Linked DNA regions of Mus musculus: regions 2, 3, 4 and 5 are each linked to region 1. Evidence: chromatin contacts called from public Hi-C, HiChIP or PLAC-seq and promoter capture Hi-C data. All regions are on one chromosome and are shown on one strand. Each heading gives the region's core, a stretch centred on a gene start, on an enhancer-like site or on the middle of the called end of the contact. The rest is flanking DNA. Distances are from core to core; before and after follow the strand shown.

Region 1 (3,396 bases), core at 295-2,794:
AAGCTCCGGCGTGCCATTTCCTGAAACCCGGACCTGACGGCACACTTAGGCAGAATTCTTTTCTAGTTGGTTCTAATGTTTTATATCAAAGCATCACGGCTTAATCTCTTCAATCTTTTCGAATGCCAGGTCTATTAAGAGGCTTTCAGACGGTGCTTCTAATATCCCTGAAACGCACCAGTTGGTGCTCATTTTCTGAGTTGTTTTACATAAGTGCTTCCACCCAGGCTGGTGACTTTGATCAAATAACTTAGATTTGGTTCTCCAGGATTCTCCGCCTGCCTTCAAACGTTTGGTCCTGTGCACCCTCCCCCCGCCCCCATCCCGCTTCTTGATGTAATTAAGAACGAACTGCAAAGACCCTAGAAACTCTCTCTAGTCAACCAAGGAAGTTGCCAAAAAAGAAACTTTCAGTGTTAACTCGGGCGCTCGAGAGAGAGAGAGAGAAGTAGGAGGATCAGGTTCAATGTCAGCCTGGGCTACACGGTCAGTTTCAGGCCAGCCTGGGCTACATGAGACGGAAACAAAACCCCAAAGAAAAACATTTGTCAGAAGAGAAAGTGACACTGAGATGCAAACCTTCCCCTAGTTCCAACCAAGCCGATCGTGCACGTGGCTTGTCGGGTCCTGTGAGGGGGGCCCTGTCGACTCCTCAGCCTTGACCCCAGCACCTCTGGCCACTTCTCTTCCCGGATTCCTAGACCCTGCACTGTCCCACGGGGTAGGGGAAAGGTTTCCTCTCCCACTTCTGCCAGGTCAGATTCTTTACAATTTTAAAACTCAGCTCTCCCAGGGAACGCCTTCCTTGATCCTGGAACCCGGTAAGTACCATGCTTTCAGTAATTTCTTAATCTTTCCTCTTACTTCGCCTTCCAACTGGGCAGAGATCTTGTTCTCCAGGTCTGTATTCTAAGCTTCTAGCACCTTTGCATCTAGTCTTGCTTGTACTGAGGCGCGGTAAATACGTTTTTAAAATGAAGAAAATTCCCATCACAAGTACTTTCAAGTCCACCTATGCTAATTACTAATTTCATAGTACGTCCCCCAGCTAATTACTAATTTCATACTACACCAAACCTTTATGTAACTTGATCATTCTAACAGCACCCGGCTGCACACTCTGGACGCATCCACGACGTATCAAATCTACCCTGAGTCTGCACAGGAGAAAGTTACTCAAATTGTGTTCATTTTTCATTCCCATCACTCAATTAGGGCACGTCCCTCGCTGGCTGCTGCGTGAGCAAAGCAACTATTTTCCAGCGAGTGTCCTCAGGTGACCTGTCTAGACGCTCAGGGGGAAAAAACAAGAGAATCTGACACTCTCCCGAGCCCCGAAGACGCCTTGTGACGCGCAGGCCGCGCTGCGTGCAAGGGCGTGCGGAGCGCGCAAGCGGCGGGGCCCAGCGGGGCCTGCGGCGTGGCGCCGGGCGTCCGGGACGCAGGCTCGGGTGGGCGGCCCGGCTGGGCGGTGGGGTCCTCCGGCCGGTAGGGGGCGCGCGCACCCGGGGCCCCTCGCCGCCCGCCGCGCGCGCGCTCGCTTGCCGCCCGGCCGCACATGTGTTTCTGTTTTGTGTTGTAGCATTTGTTCTGGAAGCTCGTATTTACATTTTAAGTGTATCTGGTGAGTGGGCTGGAGCCCTCGTCCCGGCCGGGGAGAGAAGAAGCCTTCGACCCCGTCTTTCAGTCGCTTCCCTCCTCGTTTCTCATCACTCCAACCAGGTAGGGGCTGGAAACCGTCTGGGACCAGTTTGCAGGGTCTGGGAAAGTTTTTTTTTTTTCCTCTTTTTTTTTCTCCTCTCCCTCCCCCTTCCCCCCCGAGAAAGGTTAAAAAAAAAAAAAAAGACGCTGGGGAAGGGGGGGTTGGGGGACGGAATGAATAAGAAGGGGAAGGAAGGCGGATCCACGTGGTTTAATCGGAGACAGACAGAGATCCCATTGTTCAAAATCAATAAAAAAAAAAAAAAAAAAAAAAAGCAGACGGGGCGAGCGCCGGGCCGCGGGGGCCGGGCTGGGGCCCCACGAAAGTTCCTCTTTTCGCGCGTGCTCGCAGGTGCTTGGGGCCCGGCCGGGGTACAGGGGGGGGTCCCCGCGTGGCGCGCGGCGTGGGGAGGGGCGAGGGAGCAGCAGGTGGGGCGGCCCACGCCGCGCCGCGCGTCCCCTCCCCCGCCCCGCAGCCCGCCCCGTGTGCATTGTGCGCCCCGTGTGTCTCCCGCAGCCCGGCGACCATGCCCAGGAAGAAGGGGGCGGCCTGGGAGGAGCCGAGTTCGGGCAACGGCACGGCGCGCGCGGGGCCCCGGCGACGCGGCGGCCCCGCGGGCAGGAAGCGCGAGCGGCCCGAGCGCTGCAGCAGCAGCAGCGGCGGCGGCAGCAGCGGCGACGAGGACGGCCCGGAGCTGGACGGGGCCCCCGGCGGCGGCAAGCGCACAGCCAGGCCGGCGACGGCGGGCAAGGCGGCCGGCGCGGCCGCGATCATCACGGAGCCCGAGCACACGAAGGAGCGCGTCGTGAGTGGGGCGGGGGCGGTTGGCGGTTTTGGGGGGGAGGGGCGCCGTGGGGTCACGCCCCGCCCCTCCCCCACGCCGCGCGGGGGAACTCCGGGGAGCCAGTCCCGGGCCGGGGGAGGGGGGGGACCGGGTGTGCGCGGCCACGCGGGGGCTGTCAGTCCCTCCTTCCCCCCCGTGCGTCCACCCCCCTCCTCCCCCCCACCCCCGCGTCTCTTCCTCCCCCCGAGGGGGGAGGGCAGTCCGCGGGGAGCAGCCGGCTCGCGCCGGGGCTTTGAGGTTCCCGCCGCTGCGGCTCGGGCGCCCCGGGGGGGCGGGGCCTGGCGCGCGGCGCGCATGCTCCGTGTTAGCCCGGCGCGGTCGGCCCGGCCGGTGCGCGCGGGGCATGGTGGGGGCCCGCGCGGCGCGGCCGTGAGCGCGCATGCTCCTCGGAGGCCCTCCCCACCCCGGGGCTCCCCTCCCACCCGCGACCCCCCGCGGAGCGGCGCTGGGCTTTGTCTGCCTCGGGTCCTCGCGGCGTGGGGGCCAGTGGGGTCGGTGCTCCCCTGAGGCTCCGGTCTGGGCCGTGGAACTTGAGCTTTCGCGGGGGCGGGGGTGGTGGTGGAGAGGAAGCCCCGCAGAGCCGGGCCCAGGGTCCGCTTGAGTCTCCGCCAGAACTTTGTAAAAGCAAGTTTTCGGTGATACACCCCTCTACCCCCTCCGCCTCTGTGTCCCGGAGATCACGTTCTCTGTTAACTCTAAGAAAGAGATGGAGCTTGACCCTCGGGAGAGTGTTGCCCATGTTCCCAAGGGTGTTCTGCAAAAGGTGGCAAGGGCACACTAAGAGGGGTAGAAGAGTCCTAACCATCTTGCAGTAGAAGAAAGGTTCCCGCTAGGCATGCAGAGGGGCCCT
Region 2 (3,396 bases), core at 555-3,054, 1.1 Mb before region 1:
CTAGTGGGCATGTCTGCATGGCAGCGTCCCAAAGAGGTGGTAAGGTGGGGTGGTACCCAGAAGGCCCAGGCAGGCACAGGTGGGTAGGAGCATGGGAGTGCAGGGCTTCCTTCCGTAGCGGGTGGGTTCACTTGAGGTCCCTGGCTGTCACCTTCACTGCCTATGTGCTGGAAGTCCCGGGAAGGAAGAAACGGGGAGAGGAAGGGGGGGGGAGTGCTTTCTGGGTTTGTGGCTCAGCCTTTAGCTTCCTGAGGCATGGGCTGGTGGTTGGTGGTGCCCTGGGTTGTCAAGGTGCCCTACCCCCCACCCCCGCCCTACTCCCTCATCATTTCTGTATTCTGTTGCAGACTCAGAGGGGCTGCAGTACAGAACAAACGAATGGGTGTGGTGTAGAGTGAAGATGTAGACTCAGTCAAGGTTACTGAGCCCCTTTGGAAGGTGCAGAGAAGCCAGTGAGGATCTGGGCCCTCCCAGAAGAACCAGCCCTGGGCTGTGTGGCCCAAGGCTCCCTGGTTGGTCTCTGCTGACGCTCCTGTCTAGCACATAAGGGCCTTTGGCTGAACCTCTGCTCTGCTGGAAGCCCCTTGTCTGCCCATACCTGGTCCTGCCCCAGGGTAGTGGGATGACTTCCCCTTGGTGAGTGGGCTGGAACAGAGAAGGCTTAGGCAGACCACAGGAAAGGAAGCTGCCGTCCACCCCCACCCAGGGCCAGGGCCAGGCCCCGGCCCACGCTTGGCCCAGAGTGAAGTTTTCCACTGAGGGCTCCAGCCCAGCCTCACCTGCGCCTGTTTCCCATCACCTGAGTGAGTCGGCCTGGGCGTGCCTGCTGCCAGGCGGGACCATTCTTGTTGTCCCACCCCCACCCCACCCTGAGGCTCCCGCCCAGCGCCCTTGCCTGCCTGGCCTGCACTTGGAGCTAGACTGAGCTGAAGTGCAGGATCCGATGCTCAGCCCTGTCTCGGCGCTGGGGTCTTCTTCACCCTCCTCTTCCTCTACTTGCAGAGTGGTTCCCACAACTATCTTCAGAAATGGGGAATATAGAAAAGCAACTCACAAAGGGCGATGAGTTCGCCTGGGATATCACAGCCGGGGGATGTGGGAACAGGCGTTGGAATGTTACCAAACTTGGAGTCGCTGTCTATACCCGAAGAAGCCATTCTTGAGCAGCTAATTAAAACAGCCAGATTAATAGTGTGAGAGAGGAAGACGTTCTCAGTGTGGCCACACTGGGGAGAGGGACAATGACCCCCTCAAGTCACTCTTGGGGGCTCGAAGCGAGGGGAAGTGTTTAAATAGCCATGGGTTTGAGCATCTATCCAGCCTTGGACAGAGTGCGGTTCTGCCCCGCCACTGACCTATCATCGTCTGGCTTCACCCTCATTGGTTAAAACTGTGTGGAATCCTTTTCCAGGAGACCAGGTTCCCTTTTGGCTGTCGCCTTTTCCCTTGCGCTGTTATGAGATTCCTTGGGGGGGGGGGGGTTCCATTTCTTGAGGTTCATTGTTTCCGTAGTCTGATAGTCAAATCAAGGGGGGCATAAAAGTGTCTCCTTTCTGAATGTCTTCATTTCTGCTTCTGTCTGTACAGTCTGGGGACTCTGGGATGGACTCCCCATGGGCCCGGGGTTGTCTGTGATGCTCTAATTATTTGCTGGGGCTGCACCCACTTTCTTCTGGGGCCTTTGAGCCTTTCTCTGACTGCACAGGATATGAAAGACCCATGAGTCAGCCCCTCTGTCAGCGGCTTCAGATTGGGTTTCCGTTTCTCCGTAGCTAGACTTTGTGGGCTTCTTCCTGCTTCTGTGTGTCATTTTGAGCTCATGCAAGAGGCAGAACTACTGGCCTGGTTCCAGCAGCTCGGACTAGGCTGGCTTTAAAGCTGCCTCCCCCACCCCACCCCCAGTGGTCAGCCGAGATTTCTCATCTGTCACGTGGTCCTAGCGCTGGCTCCTCTGGAATGCTGAGAGGCCACATCTGGCTGTGACGAGGCTGCCACCTCCCCCTCCAGCTGCCAGGCTCCCACATGTGCCTCTTCCGCCGCCGAGGTGGTGGTGGGGCTCCTTTGTGGGGTCATTTCCTCTCTCTGCATTGATTGTCTAATGTCCCTGCCTCCCCTCCAGGCCTTGAAAGGTTGTAAGTCGTGGGAGGGGAAGGCTTCTCTTTCTCCTGCAAGCTTCCTGTCCTGGCTGTATTTTGCCCCTCCCCCAGGAGGGATGTCTGAGCCCAGTGGCTGTAGAGAGAGCCTGGTTGTGCTGGGAATTTGGTTGTGGATTCCTCAGCCTGGGAGATAAAGATAAGACCCTGGGGTAGGGCTCAGGCCGAAGGAAGGGGCCTGAGTGTGGATCATTTCATTCATTCCTGCCCCCAGCCCCATTCATCCCCTCTCCCATTCATACACACACACACACACACACACACACACACACACACACACACACACACACACACACACACACACACTGCCCCCATTCACCTTCATACCCACCTATCCATCTACCTATTCATCTTCTGGTCTACCCATCTAACCCATGCCCTTTCATTTAATAAGGGTCAGCAAGATGGCTCAGCAGGGAAAGGCGTTTTGCCACCACATACCCCACATGGTGGAGAGAACGGATTCCCGTTCCAATCGTTGACTATCACACTCCTACCAAGAAGAGATCGCAAGGCTGGCCTCTAGCTGTAGACTCAGCTCTCCCTTTGCAGAGATCTTCTTTTCTCTAATCCCTCCTTGCTTCATCTAACCAGGGCCCAGGGTGCTCAGAGCAAGGTGAGGCTGCCCTCAGATGCTGGCATGGTGAAGAGGGTGGAGGTGGCCTCACTTAGAGCCCTATCGTTATCCCTGGCTTCATTCTTAGAAGAGAGCTCTGAGCGGTATTGATGCCCAGGCCATCTGAGAGGATATATCCTGGTCCCTCAGTCTGCCTTAAATCTGTGGCGGCATTCTGAGAGAGAAAAGCCTCGGAGGAGGAGGAAGAGGAGCAGGCTAACCCTTGCCTGGAGGCTAACATTCTTCCTCATCTTCAACATGGGAGCAGTCCTTGGGGGATTAAACGCTCCCAGTATAAGAACACACCTTCCTCTCCGGTTCTTGCATCTGCCACACCACACTTAGAAGTCAGACGAACTGAGTGTCAGGACAAAATAGAACCAACCACCCATCTGCTCACAGGTGGTCTCTTGAAGGTGACCCCAGCCCCCTGGTCTAGCTCAGAGCCACATCCTGATAGGAGTCTTGGGAACAAAGGCTTTCAGGATTTCGGTGAAGCTGGATCCTGGGGAAGATATACCACCTGCCTGTCCCCTGATAACCCAGGCAGCCAGTGGCTGAAGGGCAGAGATTTCTGCACTGTCAACGTGGCAGCCAGCTGTGCCAGATTTTTCTGCTGCCACCCCT
Region 3 (3,396 bases), core at 451-2,950, 1.1 Mb after region 1:
TTGCAAAATAAATAAAAAATGAAGCTAAAGCCTATCATCGTCATCCCCCCCCCCCCCCCCGCCTCTCGTGCATGCTAGGCGAATGCGCTGTCGCAGAGCTGAATATTGGTCTGTGCCTAAGGCTTTGCTGCTCGAGTGACCTATACTATACCTGTGTTTTGGATTGATTTTCTGCACTGGCACCAGCAGACCAATTTGCACTCACTCATGTTTATTTTTACCAAGCTGAAACTAGGTTATTTAACAGTCTGAGAAATCAGGTGGCAGGGATAACTGCCAAATCCCCAAACAAGCCAGTTTTAGCCAACGTGGTGAATCTCCTTTACTTTGGGGCAACTAACCCCCTTTGAGTTTCTCATTACTGCTCTCCCCAGATTTCCTGTTTGTAAATTCACCTCAGCTGCTCCTCCCGAGTGTACATCCTATTTTATGGAAGGAAATGTTGACTGATGCCCAAATCAGGAAACAAGTGTAATATTATCGTTTGACATATTCCAAGGTGGATTCTTGGCTATGAGTCTATTCTGGTTCTGGTCACGCTGTGAGATCCCTGACACATGTCTACAGCTGTCATCAAGGAATAACTATATCCCTGTCAGGAATGTGGCATAAGGCTAGCAGAGAGAATAGCGTAAGGGGCTAGCACAATGCCCAATTACTTTTTTAAAAATGTGTTTAATTAGTTAATGCATATATGAGCACTCTGTCTTCATGCACAGAGGGAATCAGATCCCATTACAGATGGTTGTAAACCACTATGTGGTGGCTGGGATTTGAACTCAGGACCTCTGGAAGAACAGCTGGTCCTCTTTACCCTGAACCATCCATCTCTTCAGACCTTGTTCAATTACTTTTTTTAAAGATTTATTTATTTATTACATGTAAGTACACTGTAGCTGTCTTCAGACATCAGAAGAGGGTGTCATTTCTCAATACAGATGGTTGTTGAACCACCATGTGGTTGCTGGGATTTGAACTCATGACCTTCAGAATAGCAGTTGGTGTTCTTAACCGCTGAGCCATCTCTCCAGTTATTTCAATTACTTTTTAAGTCGTGGAAATAAGTGGTACAAAACTGAGAGAACATAGGATTAGATTCCTGGCAGTTTCTCTGGGGGAGGTGCTGAGGAGGGAAAGAGAGCGAGATCTAACCAATGAGCTTGGTTAGATTGAGGGCACGATAGCCCTGAAACAGCAGGCAGCAAGAGGTTTACTAGCCGCAGCGTTAGAAAGCCACAGCCAGCAAGGGACTTGAAAGATCTAGGACAAATGTCTAGGCGTGGTTTTCTTCCCTTTTCTCTCGTGATCCTTTGAGTATCTGTAGAAGTAGGGTCATTGTGAATTTTGGTAGAGCAATCGCCATGCGAGGGGAAAAGTTACAACTACCGCTAAGCAGAACCAGCAAATGGGAGCAAGATAGCAAGGCAACCACAAGGCCTGGAACCCTAGGGGAGAGTCTGGGATGCAAAGGAGGGCTTCGGGGCGGGGCGAAGGAACTCGGTAGGGCGGGATTGCTGGTCTACGAGGCGAGGAGGGGCGAGTCCTAGGGGAGAAGCGTTATCATGTGAGGCAGGTCTTAGTCCGTACGGCGAAGTGATGGGGCGGAGCTTGAATGCAGCGCCAGTGGGCGTGGCGAAGCAGCGCGGTCGTAGGGCGTGGCGAAGGGGCGGGGCCTGAGAGCGCGGCGTTGAGGGAGGTGTTGGGGGCTGGTGGTGGGGTGAGCGGCCGTGGGAGCTGTTTTGATTGCGGAGGTGGAGCCCAGTGAGCGCGAGTCACAGGCCGCGGGGCGGGGCGGGGCGGGGCGGAGCGGAGCCCAGTGGACCGGGTGACCGCTGGCCGGAGCGGGATCCCTGGAGGCGCTATGTGGGGGCGGGGCGTGGGCGCCGGGGCGGAACCCGAGGGCCGGAAGCGGACAGAACCCGGGGTCCCGCAATCGGCTCGCCATGGACGAGGCGGACCGGCAGCTCCTGCGGCGATGCAGGGTGCGCCTAGTGAGCGAGCTGCAAGTCGCGGAGCTCTGGGACGCTCTGCTGAGTCGAGAGCTCTTCACGCGCGACATGATCGAGGATATTCAGGTGCGCCCCGCCTCCTTGTGTCCGCCCTCTTTTTCCCGCGGCGCAGATAGGGACTGGGAGGTCGCTGAGAGGTTCTCTGAAGCCACTACGGAGCTCCTGCCCTTTTTTTCCGCTTTGCACCCTGTGCAATCCACGCCCTGGGAAACCATGGTGTGGGAACTCCATTTTTAAAACCTTCCCCAGTACTGCCCTCTTAGTTCGCCACAAGAATAAAATAGAAGAACCCATGCTCCTCTTTTGTGGAGTGTTTGTTAAAAGCGGTCTGTAATCTGCACCGTTTGAACTTTTATGATTTTTCTCTTCTCTAGTATAAGGGCCCTAGACACCCACTTTAGCCTTATACTGGCACATTGTACCAGTCACTTCCCGTTTTTGAATCTCAGTTTCTAGGGCTGTGAAATGGAACGGTGGTCATCCTGTCCTAGGACAAGGACATAGAATCAGGATCTGTCTTTTTTGGCTGGGCTTTTATCAAGTGCATGTTTTATAAAGGAGTTCAGAAAAGAAGGAATTTGATGCAGGTAATGCAGAAGAATAAAATCAAACATTTGATTTTTTTTAATCCACTTTCGCCCACTTAAACCTAGAGCATGAGTCACAATGTTGATGGCTTGTGTAAAGGGGTGTATTGAATTTCTACGCTATATGGATTACTGTGTGAGTGGAATTATTCTGGATCAAAATATAATGGTGGCAGTATTATTTTCATTGTACTAGAGTTCAATTTTAGCTTGATAAAATTCTGTATTACACAAGGGAAAAGGTCAACTTGTTCAAAGTCTAAAGATGAGTATGAAAATTACAGAGAAAACAGGATAGCTGTATGCATAAATGCATCTTCTATTGGAAGATACAGAGTAAAAACTCTTAAAGGACTCTAAAAAGAGAAAAAAAAAACCACTTTAGCATCTTTGTTCCAGTTGATGCCTCACCACAGGTCTGAAAAGGGAATATTTCTTTCTGAGAGGATATGAGTGCCAGGCCCTGGGGGACTGTCTACAAGGCTGTCTCCAGCATCTGTATTGGAACGTGGCTTGGTCCAGTGAAGGAGATAGAAGAAAGTGGTGTAGAGTCATGTGGTTAGCTGCCAAATAATAACAAAAGTAGGCTCAGGAACACATTTGGATGGGCCCATACTGATCAAGAAAAGTGGTTTGAAGGGAAAGTCCTAGCCTTCCAGAAGGCATATTAAGGGGGATCAGGAGCTGAACTGCCCAGAGTGGCACCAGCAGCCACTGTCTTGCTCCCTTCTCCAGCCAAGTGTGGTCAAAACAGTTCTGCCCTTGTGTTGGCAGTGGCAGATTGTTTGAAAGGAGCAGTT
Region 4 (3,396 bases), core at 586-3,085, 1.1 Mb before region 1:
GAAGAGGAAACCGAGGTCCACAGAGCCTGCATGGGATAGTTTTTATGTCAGCTTGACAGAAGCTGGTGGCATCTGAAAGAAGGGGACAAAAAATTTTAAGAATATGCCTCCAAGGCTGGAGAGATGGCTCAGCAGTTAAGAGCACGGTCTGCTCTTCCAGAGGTCCTGAGTTCAAATCTCAGCAACCACATGGTGGCTCACAACCATCTATAATGGTTTCTGATGCCCTCTTCTGGTGTATCTGAAGAGAAACAAGTATTATACTTACATATAATAAATAAGTAAATCTTTTCTAAAAAAAAGAAAAAGGAAAAAAAAAGAAAATGTCTCCAAAAGATCAGCCTGTGGGCAAGCCTGTAGGGCATTTCCTTTTCTTTCTTTTTCTGTTTTATTAATTAGTTAATTAATTATTACATTATTGTTAGTATTAGTATTATTATCATTTTAGTTATTTGAGACAAGGTTTCTCTGTATAGACTGGAACTCACTCTGTAGACCAGGCTAGCCTCAAACTCAGAGATCTGTCTGCATCTACCTCCTAAGTGCTAGATGTAAAGGTATGCACTACCACTGCACAGCTACTTGGGCAAAAAAAATTCTTAATTTGTGATTGATGTGGGAGGGCCCAGCCTATTCTAGGTAGTCCAACCCCTGGACTGGCGGTCCACCTGTAAGGCTGAGCAAGCCAGTAAGCAGCGTCCCTCCACGGCTTCTGCATCAGCTCCTGCCTCCAGGTTCCTGCCTCAGTGATGAGCTGAAAATTTGCACACGTAAACCTTTAACTCCCCACTTGCTTTTTGGTCATGGTGTTTTGAGGCGAATCTGCCCAGTGTGGTATCAAATTAGAACCAGAGGGACCCCAAAGTAAATGCCCTGGTTACATTGTCAAAGACAGAGAAACACGTTGAAGCAGGACTGTGGTGGTGCAGGCCTTTAATCCCAGCACTCTGGAGGCAGACCTGCGGGTGGATCTCTGTAAATTCAGGGCCTGGTCTATAGAGCCAGTTCCAGGATAGCCAAGGCTACACAGAGAAACCCTGTCTGAAAAAGTAAAACCAAGCCAAAAAAAAAAAATTAAAAAAATTAAACAAAAACAAAACCCAAAGAGAATAAAGTAAGAAAACCCATACCAGTATCTTAGGAATACAGTGGTTCCCTAAGGCATCATTCTAAGAGCAGGTTTCGGAAGCTGTTTTAATACGTTCGAGTATTCATCAAACAACGTCTCATGAAGAAAACTGAAAATTTTAACCACGGGGCAGAGGGACAGAGGGACAGAGGCAGGAACAACTGGTTTTTGTGGCTAGAGGCTTTTAAGAAAAGGAAGAAATAAAGAAAATTAAAACGAAGAACGTTAAGTTCAGGCCCGCTAGGGTTTTATCTCATTCTGATTCCAATCTGGAAGGAAGCAAGCCCAGGCTTGGCCCTGAGCCAGGCTGGGAGATGGAGGGCAGATCAGGCTCCATGCACGGTGGCAGCCCCCGGGGAGGTGGCAGGGAGCTGGCCTTGGTGTGGCTCGGCGGGCCCGGGCAGAGTTGTAGCCTGCAGATGTCCAGCCTTCCAGCCACCAAGTGTTGGGGACCCAAGTAGCACCTGTCGCGTCGACCGGGTCCCCCCCCCCCCCCCCCCCCGGCCACTTCTACTACTGAGCACGCGCTCTGTGCAGGATCTGTCATTGGCTCCTGCAACTCTCCAGCCCTGCCTAAGAAGGCTGCAGCTTGCCTGTCCTGCTGATTGGCCTGGAGGCTTTCATGCGAGACTCTGATTGGTCAGTGAGGCTCACGCCCTCTCTCCTTGGGTCATACCATAAGGAGAGGAGACGAGGAGAAGAGAGTATCATTTCAGGGCTTTTCTGCTGCATTCTCTTGACCCGCAGTCCACAGTAGCAATTTTGATGTTAAATACAGCTGATGTTTATTGACAGAGGGGGAAGGGTACCCGAGGAGGGGCCCCGAAGGAGGTGGACCGGGCGATGCTGCGCCTCCCGCAGAGGTAGTGCGCTCCGGGCTTGTCTAGTCCAGCCCGGTGGGGCTGACTCTGAGCTTCCCACAGCTGCGCAAGACTGTTAAGAGTCTCCGCGATGCTGCCGCTGCCGTCGCTCCGCCGATCCCTGCTGTCCCATGCCTGGAGGGGCGCTGGGTGAGTGAACCCCTCTGCTGCCTGAGTCCTGAGAGCCGTGGACAGATCCCACTCTGTGGGTCCTCCAGGTTGCAGCCATTATCTCCAGGGTCCCTATGGCTCCCCTAAGTGCGCGCCGGGTCGCGACCTGCAGAGCCACTCTCCCATGGAGAACCTGTGGCGCCTTACCAGGTCTCTCTAGAGCAGTGGTTCTTAACAAATGCTGTGACCCTTTCCTCTTGGTGTGGTGACTCCCCAACCGAAAAATTATGCCACTTCATAACCGTATTTTGCTACTGTTATAAATCGTCATGTAAATATCTAATATGCAGAATAGCTGATATGCGACCCCTGTGAAAGGATCGCTCGGGGTGGCGACCTACAGGTTGCAAACCAATGTCCTAGATGGCCAGTTTTCCTATCCAAGGAACCCCAGGGAGGGTGTGGCGTCCGGATTTGTGCCCACGCCCCCTTCCTACACCCCTCTTTCTCCTAACGCTGTATATTTCAAATTTGCTGATTCTCCCAGACCTTGGCCGGCCCTGTGTTCCCATTCTGGAGCCTTCCGACACTCCCAGGGACCTCTCCACCCCACTCCCTTTTTGTTCAATATTGGGCTTTTGTTTTACGGTGGGTGCCATAATGACTTTTATAACGTGTGATGCGGCTCTGCGTGGCATGGGGCTCATTTTGAGGTTTGCCTAAATCCATTCAGACAAGTTCCTTAATAAATCACCGGGAGGCAGAGGCAGGCAGGTCACTGAGTGCAAGGCCAGCTTGTTCTGCAAGAGCAGGTTCGAGGAGGGTCAGGGATACACGAGAAACCCTGTCTCAAAAACAAACAAACAAACAAACAAACAAACAAACGTAATGAAGAGACAGGTAAGCCCTAGGGCAGAGAGCTGCTTGCTTTCAGCCAGAATCCTGGCTGCCTTAGTGATGTGTTCCAATATCCTGCCCCAGTATGGCTCACGGCCTGTTTGAACTTGGGTATTATTCCCCATTTCTGCCTGCCTTCCTTGTACAGTTTACACAGCACCCCCACACCCCTACTTTGGTTACTGTTTGCCTGCTCTGTGGCCTGTGACCCACCGTGTCCACCTCCACTGAGTTGTGACCTCTTTGAGTTAATCAGTGACCCTTTCCCTGCTCCCATGGGATGACCTGGGTGAGTTTCAACCCTTCCTCATGTTGTGTGACGCTATTAGGCAAAGGACATGGGATTGGGGGGTGGGGTGGGAGGTGGGGCGTGTGGTGAATGGAGCCTGCACCTCTTCA
Region 5 (3,396 bases), core at 453-2,952, 1.1 Mb before region 1:
GCAGCGGGATACATGCTGGCATGGTTGGTCTTTCGCCACCTTGTGAATCATGTTTGACACCTTTATGACAGGGCAACGTGGTTCTGTGGAAGCCCAGTGACACTGCCATGCTGGCTAGCTACGCCGTCTACCGCATCCTCCGGGAGGCCGGCTTGCCCCCCAACATAATCCAGTTTGTGCCAGCCGACGGGCCAACCTTCGGGGACACAGTCACCAGCTCAGAGCACCTTTGTGGCATCAATTTTACAGGCAGTGTCCCGTAAGTCCCTGAGGGGGTGGGACGGGACATGGGGTGTAGGGATATGAGCTGATGTTTGCGGCTGTGAACCCAGCGGTCACACGCTGGCCTTGCCCACTCCCTCTGTGTGAGCATGGGCGAGCCACTGTGCCGAATGAGAGTGGAGGGGTCCCTATCTTGGTGAATCTTTGAAAGGATGGAAAAGGTGAACCATTGTGTGGGCTGGAAACACAGCCCGTGGCTGAGGACAGCCTCCCACCACAGAGGGCATGAACGGGTGAGCTGGAAACAGGAGATGCTGGGCCTGCATTGTGGAGGAGGCACCCCCGTGGAAGGTTGGCTAGGCAGAGGTGAGGAGGTGGGAACAGGGTTATAGGAAGGAGGAGGATACTAAGGGGGCCTGCTGGCTAAGCCTGTGATACTTTGCAGGGCGTGTCCCCTGGGCCTGGAGGGTGGAGTCAGAGGGGCAGACCAGGCATCAGCACGCAGACTCAGCAAGTGTCTTCCAACCCCCAACCCCCAACACCCCCCACCCCCCCCCCCCCGAAGCACAGAGTTCTGTGTCAAGGCTGGAGATAAGTTAGCTATGAGGTCAAGGTCCCTGCTCGCCACCTGTCCACTCCGCCTCCCTGGGTCCCATCTTTCAGATTTGGCCCAGCAGCTCCTAGGAGTCTTCCGAATCTGCAGAGGTGTGTGTGGGCTGCACGCGGAAGGTGGTGGGAGACGCGGAAGGTTCTAGGGAATTGGTCTAAGCACTGTACTGTTTCAGGCTGGGGTTGCCCATTGGATCTAAGAGGGGCTAGCTTTGTTTTCTTGGATTCCTAAGAGCCATAGCCCGGACATGTCTAATTGGGAGTGTTTTATCTTTTAAACCTTATGTGGTGTATGTTCCGGTCCCCCTGGGCCTGCACGTCTCATTAGCTAGAGGTGGACAACACTTTGTAGCTTCCTCAGACCCTCTCCATACCTGGGTCTGTGTATCCCAGGTCTGCCCACTGTTTGCCCTCCTCTCCTGTCTGTACTCTCTCCTAGGATTCGGCTTCAAAAGGTCTGGAAGTTGGGAGCTTCAGGGATTGGGATAATAGCTATGGATCATGTAGAGATCTCAGAGCCTAGGGCATAGTACACCAAGCAGGGTGGTGAGCCAGTGGGGGTCTGCAGCCAGGGTCTGAGTCCGGGACAGTCTGGCCTCGGTAGGAAGAGGGATTGATACTGTCAGGGTATACAGGCTTGGGGGCAGTTGAGTCATGTGTAGGTCACTGACTGAGGAGCTTTCTGGTCGAGTGGGTGGAGCTGACTGGGACAGCCCCGTGTCCCATTTAGCATCTGCAGCCCTTACTGTGTGGCACCTGCAATGGCGTCTCTGCACCCTCCGTGCCTGGTTCGCCAGTGTGGGTGGTTGGTAGCTTGAGGAGTGCTGACAGGGCCTTTTCCCCAGAGGCCTGTCCTGCCAGTGCTCGGGTCTCTGCCTGTTAGCAGGCAGAGAGAGGGCCTGGCCCCCTGTTTGCTACGCTCTAGCAAGCTGCTAGGCCGAAGGTAGCAAAGTCATAAATTACCGTTAGCTGCTGTGCCGGGTGATTAGCATTTTTATTGTTTTGTGGTGTTGAGGTTGGTCACAGTGAAGCCCGGGGAGGAGGCTTGTGTCTCAGGGGCGGCAGGTCCGGGTGGCCTGAGCTGTTGGTTTGGTCTGTCAGGCCAGGCCCTGGGCCAGGATGCTCCCCATAGCCACCGAGGTGTGTGTTGCTTTTGAGCGACTGCAGTGTGCCCAGCGTGAGCCTAAGTTCGGGCTTATTCTGGAACGCCTGTGGGCCGAGCTCATTCTTCAGGTGAGGTGCAGAATTGGAGGCTTGGCGACACTTCACACAGCCCTGTGTCAGAGCCCGGGACCAGCACTATCTGTTTTCACATCTGGGCCTTCTGGGTGCCACCCCACCCCCATCACAGCTGCCAGTATCCACTTAGTTCCTCCTGGTACTACCGTGACCCCTGCACACCCGCCTTAGGCATTTCCCCCAGGTCTTTTTAGCCTCTTCCTCTCGTGGCTTCTTGACACTGTGTCTCTTGGTTCTAGCACCTTCAAACACCTGTGGAGGCAGGTGGCCCAGAACCTGGACCGGTTCCGTACCTTCCCACGCTTGGCTGGAGGTGAGCCCCGCCCCTCACACGCTTCCAGGGACCCCCCCTTCCTGAGCCATTATGAGCAACCAGGAGAAAGAGAAGGGTCACTTGGATCTTCTTGGGATCCTTTGAGCCAACAATGGGGACTTCTCTATCAGCCTGCACAGTGACACTCCTCCCCCCCCCCCCCGCCCCCGGAGCTATGTGTGAGCATGAAACACCTAATCATGCCTGTGGCGGGGACTGAAAGCTGTGTTCCTTTTTGGACCTGTGTTGGTGGCACACATGACTCAGGGCTGCTGTGTGGAAAGCACGGGTCTGAGCAGGGGAGGAAGGAGCCCATTTGTGGGTGTGGAGGGGGGACAGGAAAGGAGGAAGCTAGCTGAGAGGACAGCAGCGTGGTCTCTCATCAGCAGTGGTAACTCTCTCCCTGAGAAACCATTCTCTGATCACAAACACTTGATGCACGTTGTGAGGCAAAGCCAATGGACTCTCCTCCTCCAGGGTTTCTCAGAGCTTTTAGTACTCCATTTATATCCTCAGAGAGTATAACTGGCTATGCAGTGTTTCCCGGACTCCCTGGGCCACGGAACCCCATTTTGCACAGTCCCCGTGGGGCCAGGAGTTGTAGAACACACTTTGCTGAGACCTCAGAGAACTTCTGCCTGGGGTGCACTTGACAGTAGAAGCCGGGACTGATGATGGCTCAGCCTTCTAACCCCTAGTGTGAGGTGGGACCCATGGGAGGCCCTTCCTGAGTTAGCTGGCCTCTGATGTGTGCCTGGGTTGCCCATAGCAACTGAGCTTCTCAGTTATGGACTTATGAACTCTGCAGGGGAGGGGGCAACCTCTCCTTCATGTGGGCCATGGCCCACCCTGGAGCCAGTGGCTGCATCAAGGCTTCTCAGTGTATTCATCTTTGAGATGGGGGCAGGACAATGGAAGTGGTCCTCAAGACTTGGGCAGACTGATAGTTAGGAACAGCACCTCCAGCACCTGGCAGGTGGTGTGTGCTTTTGGCTGTCTGATGTAACTTGTTT

What was found. Promoter capture Hi-C pulls out the DNA fragments that hold promoters and counts their contacts. Hi-C and Micro-C count contacts between places; a contact is called where the count stands out from the background. HiChIP or PLAC-seq counts read pairs in DNA pulled down with a chosen protein or histone mark.
Region 2: a promoter capture Hi-C map of liver shows a contact between it and region 1, with 5 times the contacts expected there. The contact joins the enhancer-like site here to the promoter of Rcc2 in region 1. A contact is called at or near these places in 3 of 39 promoter capture datasets (frontonasal cranial neural crest, hippocampal neurons and liver), 1 of 484 Hi-C or Micro-C datasets (embryonic stem cells), 4 of 115 datasets of contacts at active chromatin or transcription factors (astrocytes, embryonic hindbrain, embryonic stem cells and 1 more) and 1 of 9 other capture datasets (embryonic stem cells).
Region 3: a Hi-C map of CD8 T cells shows a contact between it and region 1, with 5 times the contacts expected there. The contact joins the promoter of Casp9 here to the promoter of Rcc2 in region 1. A contact is called at or near these places in 1 of 39 promoter capture datasets (pre-B cells), 2 of 484 Hi-C or Micro-C datasets (CD4 T cells and CD8 T cells) and 1 of 115 datasets of contacts at active chromatin or transcription factors (pancreatic cancer cells).
Region 4: a contact with region 1 is called in an H3K27ac HiChIP or PLAC-seq map of acute myeloid leukemia, with 10 times the contacts expected there. The contact joins the promoter of Aldh4a1 here to the promoter of Rcc2 in region 1. A contact is called at or near these places in 1 of 39 promoter capture datasets (liver), 1 of 15 datasets of contacts at CTCF or cohesin (large pre-B cells), 1 of 484 Hi-C or Micro-C datasets (B cells) and 11 of 115 datasets of contacts at active chromatin or transcription factors (T-cell acute lymphoblastic leukemia, acute myeloid leukemia, astrocytes and 7 more).
Region 5: a contact with region 1 is called in an H3K27ac HiChIP or PLAC-seq map of acute myeloid leukemia, with 15 times the contacts expected there. The contact joins the enhancer-like site here to the promoter of Rcc2 in region 1. A contact is called at or near these places in 1 of 39 promoter capture datasets (hippocampal neurons), 2 of 484 Hi-C or Micro-C datasets (the G1E-ER4 cell line and cortical neurons) and 8 of 115 datasets of contacts at active chromatin or transcription factors (acute myeloid leukemia, astrocytes, embryonic forebrain and 5 more).

The regions. Positions count from the first base shown.
Region 1 is chr4:140,699,929-140,703,324 of GRCm38.p6, forward strand. It overlaps Rcc2 (regulator of chromosome condensation 2), which reads left to right and starts at 1,545. Exons shown (of 13, transcript NM_173867.5): 1 at 1,545-1,722; 2 at 2,219-2,507. The coding sequence starts at 2,229.
Region 2 is chr4:139,597,292-139,600,687 of GRCm38.p6, forward strand. All of the region lies in intron 1 of Iffo2 (intermediate filament family orphan 2), which reads left to right. Among named protein-coding and RNA genes, the nearest start is that of Aldh4a1, 24 kb to the right of the region's middle. RefSeq lists an enhancer at 150-3,396. Within about 2 kb of position 1,805, at least 322 of the 459 cell types and tissues checked have an H3K27ac peak or open chromatin away from gene starts, as enhancers often do. A contact at or near this core is called in astrocytes, embryonic stem cells, liver and 1 more, where this site is marked.
Region 3 is chr4:141,791,912-141,795,307 of GRCm38.p6, forward strand. Casp9 (caspase 9) reads left to right here and starts at 1,701. Exons shown (of 9, transcript NM_015733.5): 1 at 1,701-2,075. The coding sequence starts at 1,944.
Region 4 is chr4:139,621,059-139,624,454 of GRCm38.p6, forward strand. It overlaps Aldh4a1 (aldehyde dehydrogenase 4 family, member A1), which reads left to right and starts at 1,836. Exons shown (of 15, transcript NM_175438.4): 1 at 1,836-2,139. The coding sequence starts at 2,081.
Region 5 is chr4:139,638,304-139,641,699 of GRCm38.p6, forward strand. Aldh4a1 (aldehyde dehydrogenase 4 family, member A1) reads left to right here. Exons shown (of 15, transcript NM_175438.4): 8 at 72-259; 9 at 2,310-2,383. Among named protein-coding and RNA genes, the nearest start is that of Mir7020, 4.0 kb to the right of the region's middle. Within about 2 kb of position 1,703, at least 44 of the 459 cell types and tissues checked have an H3K27ac peak or open chromatin away from gene starts, as enhancers often do. A contact at or near this core is called in the G1E-ER4 cell line and acute myeloid leukemia, where this site is marked.